2 separate regions of the Mus musculus genome follow, and region 2 is linked to region 1. A link is a contact called in public promoter capture Hi-C data. All regions are on one chromosome and are shown on one strand. Each heading gives the region's core, a stretch centred on a gene start, on an enhancer-like site or on the middle of the called end of the contact. The rest is flanking DNA. Distances are from core to core; before and after follow the strand shown. Region 1 holds the start of Gtf2a1 (general transcription factor II A, 1). Region 2 holds the start of Yy1 (YY1 transcription factor).

Region 1 (7,926 bases), core at 3,586-6,085:
ATACTACTTGTGAATTTTATTTGGAGGGGTTTTTTGTTTTGTTTTGAGACAAGGTTTTTATGTAACTCAGGTTGGATATGAACTTATGGCCAGCGCTGAGCTTTTGTGACTTTTGCTCTGGCCTCACTTGATGAGATTACAGGCTCCCAGCACTATGTTCAGTTTTAGACAGTGCTGGGCATAGAACCCAGAGCTTCATGTGAACTATGTAATCTACTGAATTACATGCTGGGTTCCTACAGAAGTATTTTTTTGTACCATTTATTATGGAGCTGTTATAGGGTACCCACGAGAGAAGCCTACTCACAGGTCTAAGCCAACGGAGTCTTTATTAGCCCGCTGGCAAGTACAGTGGGTGTTGGGGATTTCAGTGTCACCCCAAGCCTTTTTCAGGGTGAGCTTTTAAGCTCAAAACCATTATCTTGGTTTGTCATACTTCACTTAACAAGAACAGTTAGCTAAAAACTACAGAACCTAAGAAACAAGGTTAGTACTTTAGAGATTTTTCTATGGACTTTGATGGGTTAGGTCTTTGTTTCGGCTGGTGGTGCTGTTATATGCTGGGTTTTATGGTCTCAAAGGTACTTTCATCAGAGTCAGTTGTGCTAAAATCTGGGGGGGTCTGTTACAGCATCAGTACTGTCTCCAAGCAACCTTGACTCCTCTTAGGGAAAAATAGTTCAAGATCACAATCCAGAAACAAGTGTTACTCGAAGTTACTGGATTGGTCATTTTTTAAGCTCTTTGAGATACATATTTTATGAAATAAATAATTGAGGCTTTGTTCTTGTTTTAAGGAAGGCTTTTCCTGCTCGTGGCTTAAAATTAGAAAACAGACCTTCTCAAAAGCAGTGGCCCTGAAATATCACACACAATCTAGGTACTACTGGTACTGAAATATCACACACGATCTAGGTACTACTGGTACTGAAATATCACACACAATCTAGGTACTACTGGTACTGAAATATCACACACAATCTAGGTACTACTGGTACTTGTTGCCGCTAGGTTGACTTCAAGTAGCTCATCATGAGTCTTAAAGACTCAATACTAGTGAATTTTGTTTCTGCTCTGTATTGTCTTAAATATGTATTTCTTCTCTCCCATGTTGACAAGAGATTAGCATTTCAATCTGTAGACTATGTAAGGATCATTTTAATCATTTGGGTATCATCATGGAGGTCCTGGTCTCCAGAACATATAGGGTTTTTTGTTGTTGTTGTTCTTGCTGTTGTTGTTCTATTGAGAGAAAATGTCTTGTTTTCTTCCTAAAAAGACAGCTATAATGTAGTCTAGTATGTTTAATTATTAATACAGGAGACACTAACAAAATGCACTATTGTTGTTACAGAGTATTGTTGTTACTATTGTAGCACAGAGTAGAACTCTCAGGCATTTGTGACTAACTCTCTTGTTTTTTTCTGTTTGAGACAGGATCTCTCTACATATTACTGACTGTCCTAGAACTCACGGAGATCCTCCTGCCTCTGCCTAAAATCAAAGGTGTGCCTACCATCCCTGGCTAATACAGATATTTTTATCTGCCTATATAAAATATTTTGAAGTTAGAGAAAGATATTCATTACAAAAAAAGGCACTACATACATTAAAAATATAAGCTGTATCTACATTCATTAAAAATATAAACTTAGGGGCTGGATAGTTGGCTCAGCGGGTAAGAGCACTGACTGCTCTTCCAGAGGTCCTGAGTTTAAATCCCAGCAACCACAAGGAGGCTCATAACCACCCGTAATGAGATCTGACGCCCTCTTCTGGTGTGTCTGAAGACAGCTACAGTGTACTCATATAAATAAAGTAAATACATCTTTCAAAAATATTATATAAACTCAAAATTGGAAATCCAGTGTGTTTTATACAAAGGGCTATTACAATTAGAAGGCATTCAAGCTTTAGAAGAAAGGAGGAGGGTCAGTTAAAAAGAAACATGATACAGTTTTGCTTGAGCGCCTTCTGGACAGTCTTGTCTTGGAAGTTAAACATTAAGTTCCAGAATTTTTATATAAGATCAGAAAATATCTGAAGCTGGTTGACATACACTCACTGTGACTACAGGGGTGCTACAGCTAATTGAAGAAGTAGAGACAATACACTGGAATGGAATCCTTGGTGGTTTCTTACAGGCACGTGGGCACTGAAAGGGGAAGAGGTTTGGGGAAACCCACTGTGTGTTAGGCATCATTGCAATCTAGACTGTATAGACATGGGAAGAGCCTCCAGTAGTCTGATTGTATTGTTTTTTTTTTTCTAGAAGTTTACTTGTATTTCTGTATATACATGTGTATTCCTGTACTTGTGTGCTCAGGTACTTGAGGAGCTGGAGCCGTGCTGCTTTCAGTCTCCTGATGTCCCCAGGAAGAGCACTTTTAACTGAGGAGCCATCTCTCTCTCTCTCTCTCTCTCTCTTTTTTTTTGTTTTTTCGAGACAGGGTTTCTCTGTGTAGCCCTGGCTGTCCTGGAACTCACTCTGTAGAACGAGGCTGGCTTCGAACTCAGAATTCCGCCTGCCTCTGCCTCCCAAGTGCTGGGATTAAAGGCGTGTGCCACCACGGCCGGCTTGCATGGAGTCTTAAAAAATCAGAGTGAGACTCACTGGGAATGGGCCTCCCGGTTTTTCATGATAACGGTAACCTTAATATTTAAAAAAAACCCAAAATGTTCAAAGTGTTGATTGGATCACAATTTCAAATACTTATGTCCTGTGAATTATTTTCTAGTGCTCCAGACCAGACACACCTTGCAGGGAACTGTTGAGCCACTATTTAGTGGCCAAATGTACTGTGGCACTTGCCTTTAATGCCAGCACTCAAAGAGCAGAGGAAGGTGGATCTCTGTGAGTTCAAGGCCAGCTAGGACTACAAGGATTCTGTGTAGTCCTGGAACTTGTAGACCCTGTCTCAAACAAACAAAAAAAGAGAAAAAGAAAAAAAAAAAAAAAGAAATTAAAGGAGAGAATGGAGCTAATGTTGAAGAAATCCTAGAGTCAAGTGTGGTGGCATGCCTTTGATCCCAGCACTGGGAAAGTAGAGGCAGGCAGTTCTCTGAGTTACAGGAAAGCCAGAGAAACCCTGAGGTGAAAAAAAAATTCTCTCAAGAGAAGGTTTATGTCCAGCTTCTTAGTATGCATGGTCCCAGTCTTCGCTAATCCCCTTCCCTGAGGTCATAGGAAACAATCTGTAGTCTTTCCATGCTCTTCTAGTCTTTGATATTTCACTTATCTGGCTTCACTGGCATAGAATGACATTGTCTGATTGCTTTTTGAACATAAAATGCCCACGTCCACATTACATTTTGTCCCCATATTCCTAGGACCAGGGAAAGTGGCAGTTGTTAAATTCTGCCTACCAAACAGGAATCTGTTCCGTAAAATATTGATACAAAGGCAGAATTTGCTTGCACGTCCCAGGTCAAACTCCCGATGAATTGCACTCCAAGATACCAACAGACTCTGCCTGATCTCTTGGGACAGGCCAGGCAAGTTGATGAGTCAACGGCATGGGTTTCAGATGTGGTTAGTCACTGTGTGCTGGCCAGTGTGCAAATCACAGCACTCTGGTAACATTAAAAACAGAGCAGTAATGTATGTCAGGGAGTCAAATATGTAGTAGTTGTATCCGAGTTCCTTTTCTTTTTTCGTCATTTCTACCACCCTAAGAAGTCATCTAAAGTACTTTTGAGTTGGTAGAGGCTGACTCTTTGGGGCATTTTAGCCAAACCACCTAATAGTTTAATTTTGTACAGACAAACGGCTGGAAACACCTACAGGCGTCCCTAATTCTGTAAAGTAGACAGAGGGAGAACAAAGCTTTCCTAGCCTTTGGACTTATACACAACTTCACGAGGTCTGTCCTTTGCAAGAGGCGCGAACTTCCTCCTCATCCGACCTAAGCTCACGAATCAAAAGATGACTCCGCATTTAAAAACTGTCCCAAGCCCCAGCGCGCGGGAGCCGGAAGCCGCGCCACGTGACCCGCCGTCCCTCCGCAGCCATCCTCCGGGGAAGCCTATCGCTTCGGCGGCTACTCCCACTCCTCCGCTCCACCGGAGCGGCTGCGCGTCCACCCGACGCAGCGCTAGGTACCCTTGATCGCTGGCTTCCCTCAATACCCCAGCCTCCTCCGGAGGACGCCTCCCGGTCCAACCGGTCGCCACCACCACCGCCACGGACCGCTTCCGCCAGGGTGCGGACCACGTGATCGCGCGAGCCATAGGGGGGTGGGGAAAAGGCCGCGGCGCGCGCCTTCTTTACTCCAGGCCCGCGGCCCCGCCCACCCGGCCACCCAGCCGGGGCGGGGGGGAGGGGGGGGAAAAGAAACCTGGCGACGCCCCGGGCGCGCGTGCGCACGCGGTTCTCGCGGTGTCTCGCGCTCGGCCCCGCCCCCCGCTGCCCCCGCCCTTTCCGCCCCTCCCTCCCTCCGCCCTGTCTCTCGGCGGCGGCGGCGGCGGCGGCTCGCGCAGCTCGTTGGCTCGCTATATAAAGGGGAGAAGCAGGCGGACCGGACGGCTGGAGCTGCAGCCGGTGGCGGCAGCGGTGGCGCGGGGAGCGGTGACCGGTGTTGGTTTCCCTCCTCGGCGCCGAGTGGGGAGCGGGTGACGCCCCCTAACCCCCTAAGGGGTCGTGGCTAATTTTTTCCCCCATTTTTTCTTTTTTCTTTAGGCGATTCTCGAGGTTTTTAGCTGCGGGAGGAGTGCCCCCCTCCTCCTGCTCTCCCGCCTCTTACTCCTTCTGGATCGGTTTTGTTGAGAGATTTTTTTTTTTTTGCCCCACTCTTGGCGGGTGACTTGGGTCACCCTCCGGGTCTCAGTTGTTTTTTTTTTTTTTTCTTTTTTTTTTTTTTTTTAAATTTTTTTTTCCTTTCTTTCTATCTCGTTCCCTCTTGTTTGTGTTGTGTGTGGAAATGGCGAACTCGGCAAACACAAACACCGTGGTAAGGACGTGGTGCGGTGGCCGGCGGGGGCTGCGAAGGTTCCGGCGGCAGGCAACGGCTGGCTGGGACGGACGGACGGACGGGCGGGCGGGCGGGGGCGGGCCCGGGCGAGGCGGCGCTCCCGACCGGGTCCCCTCCGCCCTCCACCGCCGCCGCTGCCCGCCGCGGGCCTGGCCGGGCGGGGGGGACGCCGAGGACTGGCGGGAGGAGGGCGGCGGGGGCCGGGAGCGCCGCGGGGCGGGCCACGCAGGCCGTTGGGGCCCTGGCTTGCCGACCCCGGGGCGCGGACGGGCGGGCGATGGCCCCACGCGGGGACCCGGACCCGGCCAGTCCCCGAGCGAGCGGCTGCGGGTCGAGCCCCGCGTCTGGGGAAGCCTCTCGGATACCGCCGAGGCCGGGCGTGCCTTCGGGGGCTCTCCGGAGGTGGTGCTTTGGGAGAGCCTCCTTTGGGGCCGATTTTACTAATCCTCCGAAAGGAAAGAAAGAAAGAAAAAAAAAAAGACAAAAAAATTATGAAGGTTGGAAAGCACTTATCTCGGTTCCTCCCCAGTGGGTAAAATGGCGAAGGGGAAGCAAAACCCCCGCGGTATCTTCGACTAGCCTAAGCACCAGAACAAACAAAGCCTACATGAATGGCCCAAGAGTCCCCGCTTTCGCCTCGAGATTTGCCTACTTCTTCCCGTTGCTCCCTTTTTTAAAAAGGAGCAAAAAAAAATTTTTTTTTGGTTACTTGCGATCACGTAGGTTTGCAAAAAGCAGTCACATAAAAATAACCTTTTAAAAGAGTCACCAACGCAATGTGATCACTAGGCCACCCCATCTCTTGATTTCTTTTTATGACAATAAAGCACAATATTTGTTTTTTTGTTTGTTTATTTTTAAAAAAAATTTTTTTTTTTCATTTTGCCCGGTCCCAAACGCCGCAGAGCAGCCTGCGGCTGCCCGACACTATACCGTTGGCGACTCGGGTCGATCCATCATGGCTGCGGCCGCTTACCCTGCTTTTCAGTGCCTGCGCCTTGTGGTCCTCCTCCCTTTGGCTGCCCTGTTTATATAGAGCCATTGCCGCTCTCTAATATAGACTCTGCCAGGATGGGAAGGTGCTTTTCAGGCCTACGTCACCGCCTCTCCATTTAAACACCAGATCCGGCTTTAAATAGTGAGAGCTGCTGAGCGCGGGGCTGGGAGGTGCGTGCTCCCGAGGCGAGAGGAGCCGGCGTGCGGAGCTCATTTTATTTCTAGGCTCCTTTCACGCCGAGATTTCGCTCCGGAGCCGGGAGGCTGTTGTCACGGACCCGAGTGTTTTGCTGTGGCCGCTAGAGTGTACTGCCTTTGTTTGTAGTGGGAAGTAGGCCAGAATTGCAGCCTCGTTTTGTTCTTTCTCCCTTCCCTTTATAAGAGTTTCATTTTAAATCGTTTTAGATCAGATAAAATGATTTCCTCCCCCCCACCCGCCCCCTTGGAGGAGATACGGTCAACATTCTCGGCTTAAAAAAAAAATGCGTTGTACATTAAATGTTTCCGGAGGAGGACTTGAGTTTGGTGGTGTGTTCTTAATACCCAAGGCATGAAGCTTTTCAAAGAAATAGTGACTGACTCTCCCCTGTGAGATCTGTGCTCACAATCTATTGCTTGATGTGTGTGTAGAGGCACAGCCTAAACTGAGCTTTAAGAATTAAAGATTAAGTGGTGGTTTTAATTTTACCAGTGGCTAGCATGGTATCTAGTATAAAAATCCACCTAGGTGACCTAATATTGTGCCTAAAAATTAGCATCTTCTAAAAGGAACCTTTATTAATCACTTGCTAATGCTACATGCAGTCTCTAATTCGCCAGTTTCAGAGTTTGGAATACTGTTTTAAAAGGACAGATCTAAATGACCTTGTATGCCATAAAGACAAAAGCCTGCTGCAGTGAAGTTTAGAATTTAGCATTTCCCTTTTTCCTTCAACAACGGCGCTTCTGAATGGGTTAAGTTGTAGGCTGGTTGCTGAATGATTAATTACATAGTAGCAGAGAAGGGCATTGCCTGCTTCAAGTGTTGGACTCTCCAAGGAAAGGGTTTTAGGGTAACTGATTTCAGAAACATTAAAACATCTGGTTTGCTGGAAATTGATCCTACTAATTTAAAATTACATGGCCAGTATAGAGTTTAGTGGTGTAGCCTGAAGGTAGACCAGGACAGGGAAAAAAACCAAGGTAGCTTTTGTATAATCAAACGCTGATAAGACTGCTGGGTATGACCAGGAGACGACTTGTGAACAAAAAGTTCCCCAACATCTAAGACCTGGAAAGGCTGTGAGATGGGACAGGCGTTAAATCAAGCAGGGCTAGTAGGAACCAGGAGTGACCATGAACTGTTATTAATCATGATGGTAGACATTTTGGTCACCATCAAGGAAATTACTGGAATTTGTGTTGACTGTGCATAAAGAACTTTGGTTTATGAACTACTTTGCCCAGCCTTACAGTTTTCTGTCATTGTCAAATTTAGTTTACAGTGTCTCAGTATATTGATCAGGCTGGCCTGGAACTCTGATATCCTCCTGTCTTTGCCTCCAGAGTGATAAGCCTGGCTTAGGATTGTAGTATCTTTAATTAAAGTCACAATTTAAAATAAATTTTAGATAGTTGGCCAAATGGCTTGTATTTAATAATTATTTAATTATTTCTCAAAGCCTACTATAACATTTTGAAATCAGTCTTTTATTGAATCTTATTTTTCCTTTAAAGCCTAAATTGTATAGATCTGTGATTGAAGATGTTATTAATGACGTACGAGACATTTTTCTGGATGACGGAGTGGATGAACAAGTCCTGATGGAACTAAAAACTGTGAGTTTGTCTCTTTTTAAAAGAATAGTTCAGTAATAAAGAACTTTTCTATAGGATGAATGTTTGACTTTAAGGAGAGACAGTATAGTGCAGTGAAGGGTATTGATTTAAACCTCAACTGTCCCTTCTATACTTCCTCTAA
Region 2 (7,926 bases), core at 2,379-4,878, about 17 Mb before region 1:
GTGACCCCTAACTTATAGGCCTAAAAGTAACCCAATTAAACTCATTGGTTCACCAGGTTGAACTTTGGTGGCTAAGCATATTTTAATCTGTTGTGGGTTCCCTATCTGAGGTGAGTAAACTTGTCTTGCATCTCCCCAGGAGAAATCTTGTCACATACCATCATTGCAGCATCTCATAAACTACCAACTATGAAAAACAAGAAGGGGAAAAAGAAGCAGGCTTCTAAGTCTATAATGGTTACAGTACTTTGCTACTGTTTCATTCAAACTATGACCCCCACACAGAATGCTGTCACTGTTCAGAGGACAACAAGCACAAAAACAAAGAGACCTACAAACCCAAGTATCTGGTTTCTACAAATTTCTACTAAAATGTGCTAGCAACAACAAACCTCCTAGAGAGGTACAAATAACTAGTGTCTTAAGATGACTCAACATTGTTGCTGTGCTATGCTGTCTTCTATCTTTTATTTTATACTCAGGAAACAGAGACAGGCTGAGCTCTTCAGGCCAGCCTGGTCTGTAGCTTGAGTTCCAGGACAGTCAGGAACATAGGAAAACCCTGTCTGGAAAAACAACAAAAAACTACCCACATATACTATCTTTATAAGAACTGCTAAGTTTGAGGCTTATGTAAATCTGTGGCATCCTAGTTTAATTAATCTAATGCACTAATTTAATAAACTTATATATACTGTGGAGTTGCAACTCAAGCCTGGGATCAAGTGAAGTCTATTCCTACCACAGCAACATACAAGACACATTTACACTTAACTTAGCTAATCTGTTTATATTTCTTCACTTATTGCAGTCTTAATTTAGTTCTGAAGATTAAATTATTTGCAGAATCTGAACTTGAGACACACATAGTTAGTTGACCACACCACTTAGCTTCTTTTTGGTAATAAGTGCAAGCCACAAAGGCAAGGAAGATGGATCATTTACCACAAGACATTTCTGAGGAAATAGGCCATCCCTTGCTCTTGACATCAAATATTGATAAGCACCATTTTTGCAGACTACTCAGTAACACACTAGACAATTAAGGGTTTGAAGAAATAGCTACCAAAATGCCCCCAAGCTGCTCTACGTGCCCTTGTAAGCAAGCAGCCAGTCACACAAGTAAAGACTAAATGCCAACTAAATTGTCAATTAACCCACCTTAGCCAGGCCCTTCACTTTCTCCCCTGAACTAAACATACACGATTCATCAACACCACACTTGACGAAGTGTTTTTCTGTCTAGAAAAGCAAACTAACAACTTGGTAAGATCTAATGTCAAACATCTGAATCAAGCTATTTTATAACGTAAGTTTTTTATATAGTTAATGAACTCGGTACTCCAAATGTGGTAAATTCATCCAAAGTTCGAAACCTGCTTTCCTTAATTTCACTCTTATTAAAAGTGAAAAAAACAAGCTTTTAAAGATCTCAGCATGCAAACTACCGTTAGCAACCAAAAAAATGTGTTGAAGGCACTGGATAACTTTTAGGGACTGGCTAGTTACATAGCATACAGCTCCTGATAACCTACCGTGCAGATAATAACCAGGGATTCATTCAGCGAGGAACAGCGCCCTGAGCACTTCCTATTAGATTTCTATAGGACGCTCTTCTCCTTCCTGAACCACAGACCCATCAAGCTTACGTCACTTGGATACTACCATAGATTAGCTTTTCATCTATTTCACTCGTTTCCCAAAATTTTAACATTTTAATAAACTACACATCAAGGCTCAAGTTATGCTTTCAAATTCATCAAATTTAATCACTAGGGCTACATGAACTAGGTATGGTGAGATTATTCTGTCTAGTAGTAGTTTCTTAACAATAAAGCTGACTAGCTTGTTAACACAGTACTAGGATAAAGTGAACAGTCAACAACAGCCTTTCCAGGGCTCTACCTTGAGTTTACTCATGCGGGGAAGGAACTCTTCGGTGCCCTACACAGGCTTCCTGACTTTCGCTAAAAGGCGTATTAAATCAGTAAAACAAATTATCCACTTTTTTTATTCTTTTCGTGGGGGAAAACAAGACCAGAGATACTGATAACTAAGCGATTTTTATTAGTTTGTTGGCAAATATCCTAAGCTGTGTAAACCAGCCCAGTCTGTCTGCATAGGGCCCACGACTTAAAAAACAAAATTCACAACGCGTAAAGGCCGCTGAAATGCTGTGGCTCTTCCTTCCCCTAACTCCCGTTCTAGGTCGATCAGGCGAGGAGCGCGTTGGCAGCGCGGGTGACAGGTTCCAACGGCCGCCGAACCCGCACACGAGCGCCCTACGTGCCACCCAAGTCCCGCCCCGCAGCGGCGACGGCCTGGGCCAGCGTGACCGCGGGGCAGCTGCGGCGGGGCTATGCGCCGCCCGCTCCGGGAAGGGCTTCGGGGAGACGCTTCGCGTCCGAGGGGGCCGAGCTGAGCGGAGCCGAGCGGGGCGGGGCCCCGACAGCCCCCGGGGGACGGCGGGGGAGCGGCGCGCGTCCGCCCTGCGCCACGGCCCTGTCAACGCCCGGCGGGTGGTCCGGCGCGGGGCGGCGCCCTCAACCGGCCCCGCCGCACGTCCGTTGGCTCGGGCGTGGAGGGGCGCTGGCCCCTCCCTCCCCGCCCGCCGCCCCAGCCCGCTTCCGCTCGCACAAACTACGCCATTGCGGCCTAGCCGGGCGCCGCCCCTCCCCCGCGCCGCCATCTTCGCGGCCCGCCGCCCCCGCCATCTTTTGGGGCCGCCATACTTGCCCGGGCGGAGAAGATGGCGGCGCCCATCACACACATAAAACATGGCTTCCCTTCAAAACAAAAACATCCCGAGCGGCGGCGCGCCGCCTGCACTCACCCGAGGACCACATGGTGACCGAGAACTCGCCCTCCAGGGTCTTGATCTGCACCTGCTTCTGCTCCCACTTCTTATTCCCCGGGTCGGCGCCGCCGCCGCCCGCCGCGCCGGCCCCGCCGCCCAGGTAACTCTTCTTGCCGCTCTTCTTGCCGCCGCCCTTCTTCACGCGACCGCCGCCCGACGAGGCCCCGCCGCCGCTCTTGCCGGCCGCCGCCACGGTGACCAGCGTCTGCTCTATGTAGTCGTCGTCGCCGCCGGCCGGCGCGGGCACCGGGATGAGGATCTGGTCCTCGAAGCCGTCCTCGGCGCGCAGCCCGTCCGAGTCGTCCCCGCCGACCACCTCCTCGCGCGTCTGCACCAGGATCACCTCCTGGTGGTGGTGCACTTGGGTCGGGTCGTCCGTCACCAGCGGCTGCAGCGCGATCATGGGCGGGTGGTGGTGGTGGTGGTGGTGGTGGTGATGGTGGTGGCCGGCGTGCCCGTGGCCGCCCCCGCCGCCGCCGTGGTCGCCGCCGCCGCCGTCCTCGTCGTCGTCGTCCTCCTCCTCCTCCTCGCCCACCACCGTGGTCTCGATGGTCTCCACCGGGATGGTCTCCACCTCGATCTCATGCAGCTCCACGATCTCGGCCGGCATCTCCGAGCCGTCCGTGGCGATGTAGAGGGTGTCGCCCGAGGCCATGGCTGAGGGCTCCGCCGCCACGGCCGCCGCGGCAGGCGGCCTCGGCTCCTGGGCTGCGGGAGGGAGGGCGGGCGGGCGAGGAGGCGGCCGGCCGTGGGGAAGGAAGGCAGAGGGAGGAAGGCAGCGGGCGGGCGGGGGGAGAGGGGGCGGGCGGCGGGGGAAGGGGCGGGCGCGGCGGCCGCGGGGCTTCCCCGCCTCCCGAGATCGGTGCGCCCCGCGCTGGCTCGCTCGCTCGCTCGGCCGCTGCCTGTCCTGCTTCCCCGCCTGCCTTCGCCTCGCCTCGGCTGCCTGCCCTGGCTGTGGCCGCGCCTCCTCCCGCCCTCCGGGCCGGCGTTACGCTGCCCCCTGCCTCCTGCGCCTCCGCCTCCTTCCACACAAATACCAACTCCTCAACCCCGAGCCCAGATCTCGCCGCCGCCGCCGCCGCCACACTCTGCTCCGGCTCGGCCTCGCGAGACTTCCGCGGGGCTCTCGGCCCCGCCCCGTCCCCGATTCCCCACTCGCTGTTCCGGCTCTCGCTCCTCCCTCGCTACCAATCGCAGGGCCCCTCGAGGCGCCGGGGCCCCGCCTACTCCCAACCAGGGTCCTCCCGATTGGGGGGGCCCCCGCTGGGGTAGGGGGCGTGGCGGCCCGCACGCGCGCTGGCTGGCCCCCCCGGCGCGTGACGTCAGCTCCGCGCCGCCGTCGCCTTACGGCGCTCGGCGTCGCGCGAACCCCGGCGTCCGCGGTGCAACAGTGACAAAAGTGCCGCTCCGGGGCCCCAGTCGCTGACAGGAGTGGGGCGTCGGCGCTGCGCCTTACGCCTCGGGAGCCGGCGAACTTTCCGCGCGACCCAGGCGCACGGTAACGAGCTGGGGTGAAGGGGGGCGCGCGCCTGGGGCTGGCGTGCTGCCGGCGGGGCGTGCGACCGGCGGCCGCGTGGCCGCAATAAAGTCTGCTCTGACGAGAAACGCCTGTGCTTGATTTTTGGTTTCCCGTTCGTTTTGCCTTTACTCGTTACTCGGGGTCTCGTGCGGTAGCGGCACGGACGGCGTAGCCGACCGTGTGCTGCCACGGGCTCTTTGGTCGCGTGCCGGTGGGCGGCGCGCGAAGGCGACCGCGGCAAGCGGAAGCGGCGCGCGCAGCCTAGGGTTCACCGTTGGAAGTGTGTCCGTTATTCTTTTATGACCCGCGGAAACCGGAGACCCAGCCGTTGGGTGCCTGTTGGAACGAAGGGTCTGGCTGCTCCTGTCGAGCGACTCCACTATTGTAGCTTTCTGAAAACTCCCTTCTATCTTTGAATAACTTGACACAGGCTTCGCCTATTCCTCGCTCATAAACATTCCTTTTGCCGAAAAGGACTATTTAAAAATATTCCTTTTAAATAGTCTTTGCATTTAGCTCTTTGAAAATTCCATGTCTTTTGTGATTTCCCTATTATAAGTAACAGCTTAGGTTTTCCTTGTTCAAATCATCAAATTGCTTAAGATACATTGTAGTGAAGTGTTTCTTCTGTGCTTCCTTTCGATAGACCAGGTGTGGTTTAAAGCAACATAAAGTTAGATTGCCTTTTTTTTTTCCAAGAACCGAAAATTTGAGCCAAGTGTATCTTATTTGTTTCTTAGATTTAACGGTCAGCTTCATCTGTTGAATATTCTGGATTACTTTTATCTACCGGAGTTGTTAGTGTTGAGGCAGGAGAGTATTCTAAATGCATTACATGCATCTTAGGCCAAACTTAAACAGTTGGGCATCTTATAATTTTAAACATACTTAGCAAGGTGTCCTTGTGCAGGTTTTTAATCTTTGGAGAGGGAGGTAAGTCAGGAGTTTAAAGCCAGCCTTGGCTACGTGTATAGTTTTCTGAAATACCTCGTTTCTAGGTTAACTACATAGCCCCCTCTATCCCAAAACTTTCTTCTGCTCCTGATTCCTAGGTTTGAAGATACACATTTGTGCTACAACATCTTACCTTGAATCCCTTAATCTCGGCATGAAGACAAATGATTATTGACATGCATTTTAAAGGGCATTTCTTGCCGGGCAGTGGTAGCACACGCGTTTAATCCCAGCACTTGGGAGATAGAGGCAGGTGGATTTCTGAGTTCCAGGACAGCCTGGTCTACAGAGTGAGTTCCAGGACAGCCAGGGCTACACAGAAAAGCCCTGTCTCGAAAAACCAAACAAAAGGGAAAAAAAAAAAAAAGGCATTTGTTTTCCTCCCACCTATATGAGCAGAAGCTTTGATGTCTCTGAAATTGCTGTCATTTCCCATTTTTCTGAAATGTACTTTAAATGCATTTAAGGTATGAATGTGGGAAGGCTGGGGGGTAAGAGTGGACAAAAAAAAATTGTCCGTTAAAGAGAACCTGATACCTCAGGTTTATCCAAGCTGAATTTATTGAGAATTTACTTGTGTGAGTCATGTATACTAGATAAGCATATTATCACACATCTACAAACAAAAGGGATGTGTGTGTGTCTGTTATATATTTCTTGCTGTCCTGGAACACGGTATGTTGACCAGGCTGGCCTCAAACTCAGAGATGCACCTGCCTCTGCCTCTTGAGTAAGATTAAAGAAAGGCATGTGCTACCAGACCCAGCCTCTTTCTTCCTTTGAGTGAAATCAGGCCAGTTATTAAATGTTTGTAGACAAGCATGGTGGCTCATGGTTGTAATTCTAGGGCTCAGGCAGCTGAGACAGAAGGATCACCCAAAGTTACAGGGAAGTTTGGGCTACATACAACTTGTCTCAAAAACAAAACAAAAAATCTGACTGTACCATATTTCTACATTTGATAGTTTGAGATTGGTTCAAGCTCTATATTCATGCTATTTGTGTAACAGCTAAGAATTTGGCTCCTTTGTGAAATCAGTCAGGAGACAGTCTTGTTATGGAGCCTAGATTTGTCTTGAACTCACAGCCGTCCTTTGCCTCAGTCTCTCCAGGGCTGGAATTGCAGTGCGTGCAGCGCTACACCTGCTGATCATGCATTTAGGTTATTGTTTAGTTGCTGAATAATTCATTCAAATAATTTGGGCTCTTCCTCAATATAGAATTGAAACTATTAGAGCTAGACAGGAAAAAGTGGAGTACTTTTTTAGTTGTAGAAGCTAGAGGTCTTTGTCTTACTTTTAGATCTTAACATCTGGACTACAAAAGAGATACACCCCTGAAACCAACACATATATTATTAGGTTTAGAGTTTGTATCTGGGTAAAATAATCTGACTATACATGAAGCATTCCATATCATGTCTGTAAACCAACACCATTTATTCAGTATTTCATTTATTTTTTTGTACAGCCTTTGTCAAATTCTTTCTCTTAGATCAAATGGCTTGTTGTGAATGAATCTGACTATTGTTCATAAATAAAGGAAAGTTGGAATTTTATCATAATTTAACTTCCATGTTTCTTTGTTCATACAGTGTCTTTCAATGGGTACATAATGGTTTCATATCGACTTTTCATACATATACAGTTATGTCAATAAACATACACCTCTCCACTCCTGCTCCCACTCCCACTCACCCTCTTCCTCTCCCCAGCTAGCCCCTCTACTTTATGTCATATTCATGTCTGTCTGTCTATCTCCCCGTCAGTTACATTCTGATGGTAGTGTTTGTAACCACATTTCACTACGTAGCTGTTGCGATGTGAAATTGCAGGGAGTTGCTTTCTCTTTAGCTGTTGCCATGTGAAATTGCAGGGAGTTGCTTTCTCTTTGTGTTCGAGGCACCTCAGCATGGTAGAATGGAAAGAGTTTGTGTAGATGGAAGTTACCTAGTCCTTTTATACTTGATAAGGGGTTTTCTGAGTCCGGTATACTTGTGAGGCAAAGATAGATAGATGCTTTGATAAACATGTAGCCCATAGGCAAGAAAGGAGGTTGGCTATGAACAGATAGTTCACTAGTACTTACCTAGCTTTTATTTATTTTTAGTTATGGGTGGTCTTGAGCACATGAGTACAGGTGTCCATAGAGACCAGAGATATCAGATTCCCTGTAGCTGAGTCTTATAGACAACCACCAATGAATGTAGGTACTGGGAACTAAACTTGGATTCTCTGCAGAGCAAAGCATGGCCTTAATCATAGAGCCATCTCTCCAGCCCCCTGATCTATCTCTTAGGAAGAACAGAGAGTTGAAAACAGTATCCATCCTTGCTTCATAGAGTAAAAACCTCTGACAGAAAGAAACATCCTAACTGTGATTCGGAGGTTTAGCAGATTATGAAGTGTTGAGGCCAGTGCTGCTGTAGAGTAGCCTTTAATGCAGGCTCCAATATGGAGGAGTAATACAAGTGAGGCGATGATTTCATAACATTTAAGACAAGTCACAGTGCTCTGTATGAAAACATTATTAATTAACCAGCTCACAGAAACAGTAGAGGACAGCTTAAGTTTCTCAGCACTTTAGGCAGTACTTT

What was found. Promoter capture Hi-C pulls out the DNA fragments that hold promoters and counts their contacts.
Region 2: a promoter capture Hi-C map of pre-B cells shows a contact between it and region 1. The contact joins the promoter of Yy1 here to the promoter of Gtf2a1 in region 1. A contact is called at or near these places in 2 of 39 promoter capture datasets (liver and pre-B cells) and 1 of 484 Hi-C or Micro-C datasets (CD4 T cells).

What each region holds. Positions count from the first base shown.
Region 1 is chr12:91,586,558-91,594,483 of GRCm38.p6, reverse strand. Gtf2a1 (general transcription factor II A, 1) reads left to right here and starts at 4,835. Exons shown (of 9, transcript NM_031391.2): 1 at 4,835-4,949; 2 at 7,683-7,784. The coding sequence starts at 4,920.
Region 2 is chr12:108,788,999-108,796,924 of GRCm38.p6, reverse strand. It overlaps Yy1 (YY1 transcription factor), which reads right to left and starts at 3,628. Exons shown (of 5, transcript NM_009537.4): 1 at 2,834-3,628. The coding sequence starts at 3,512.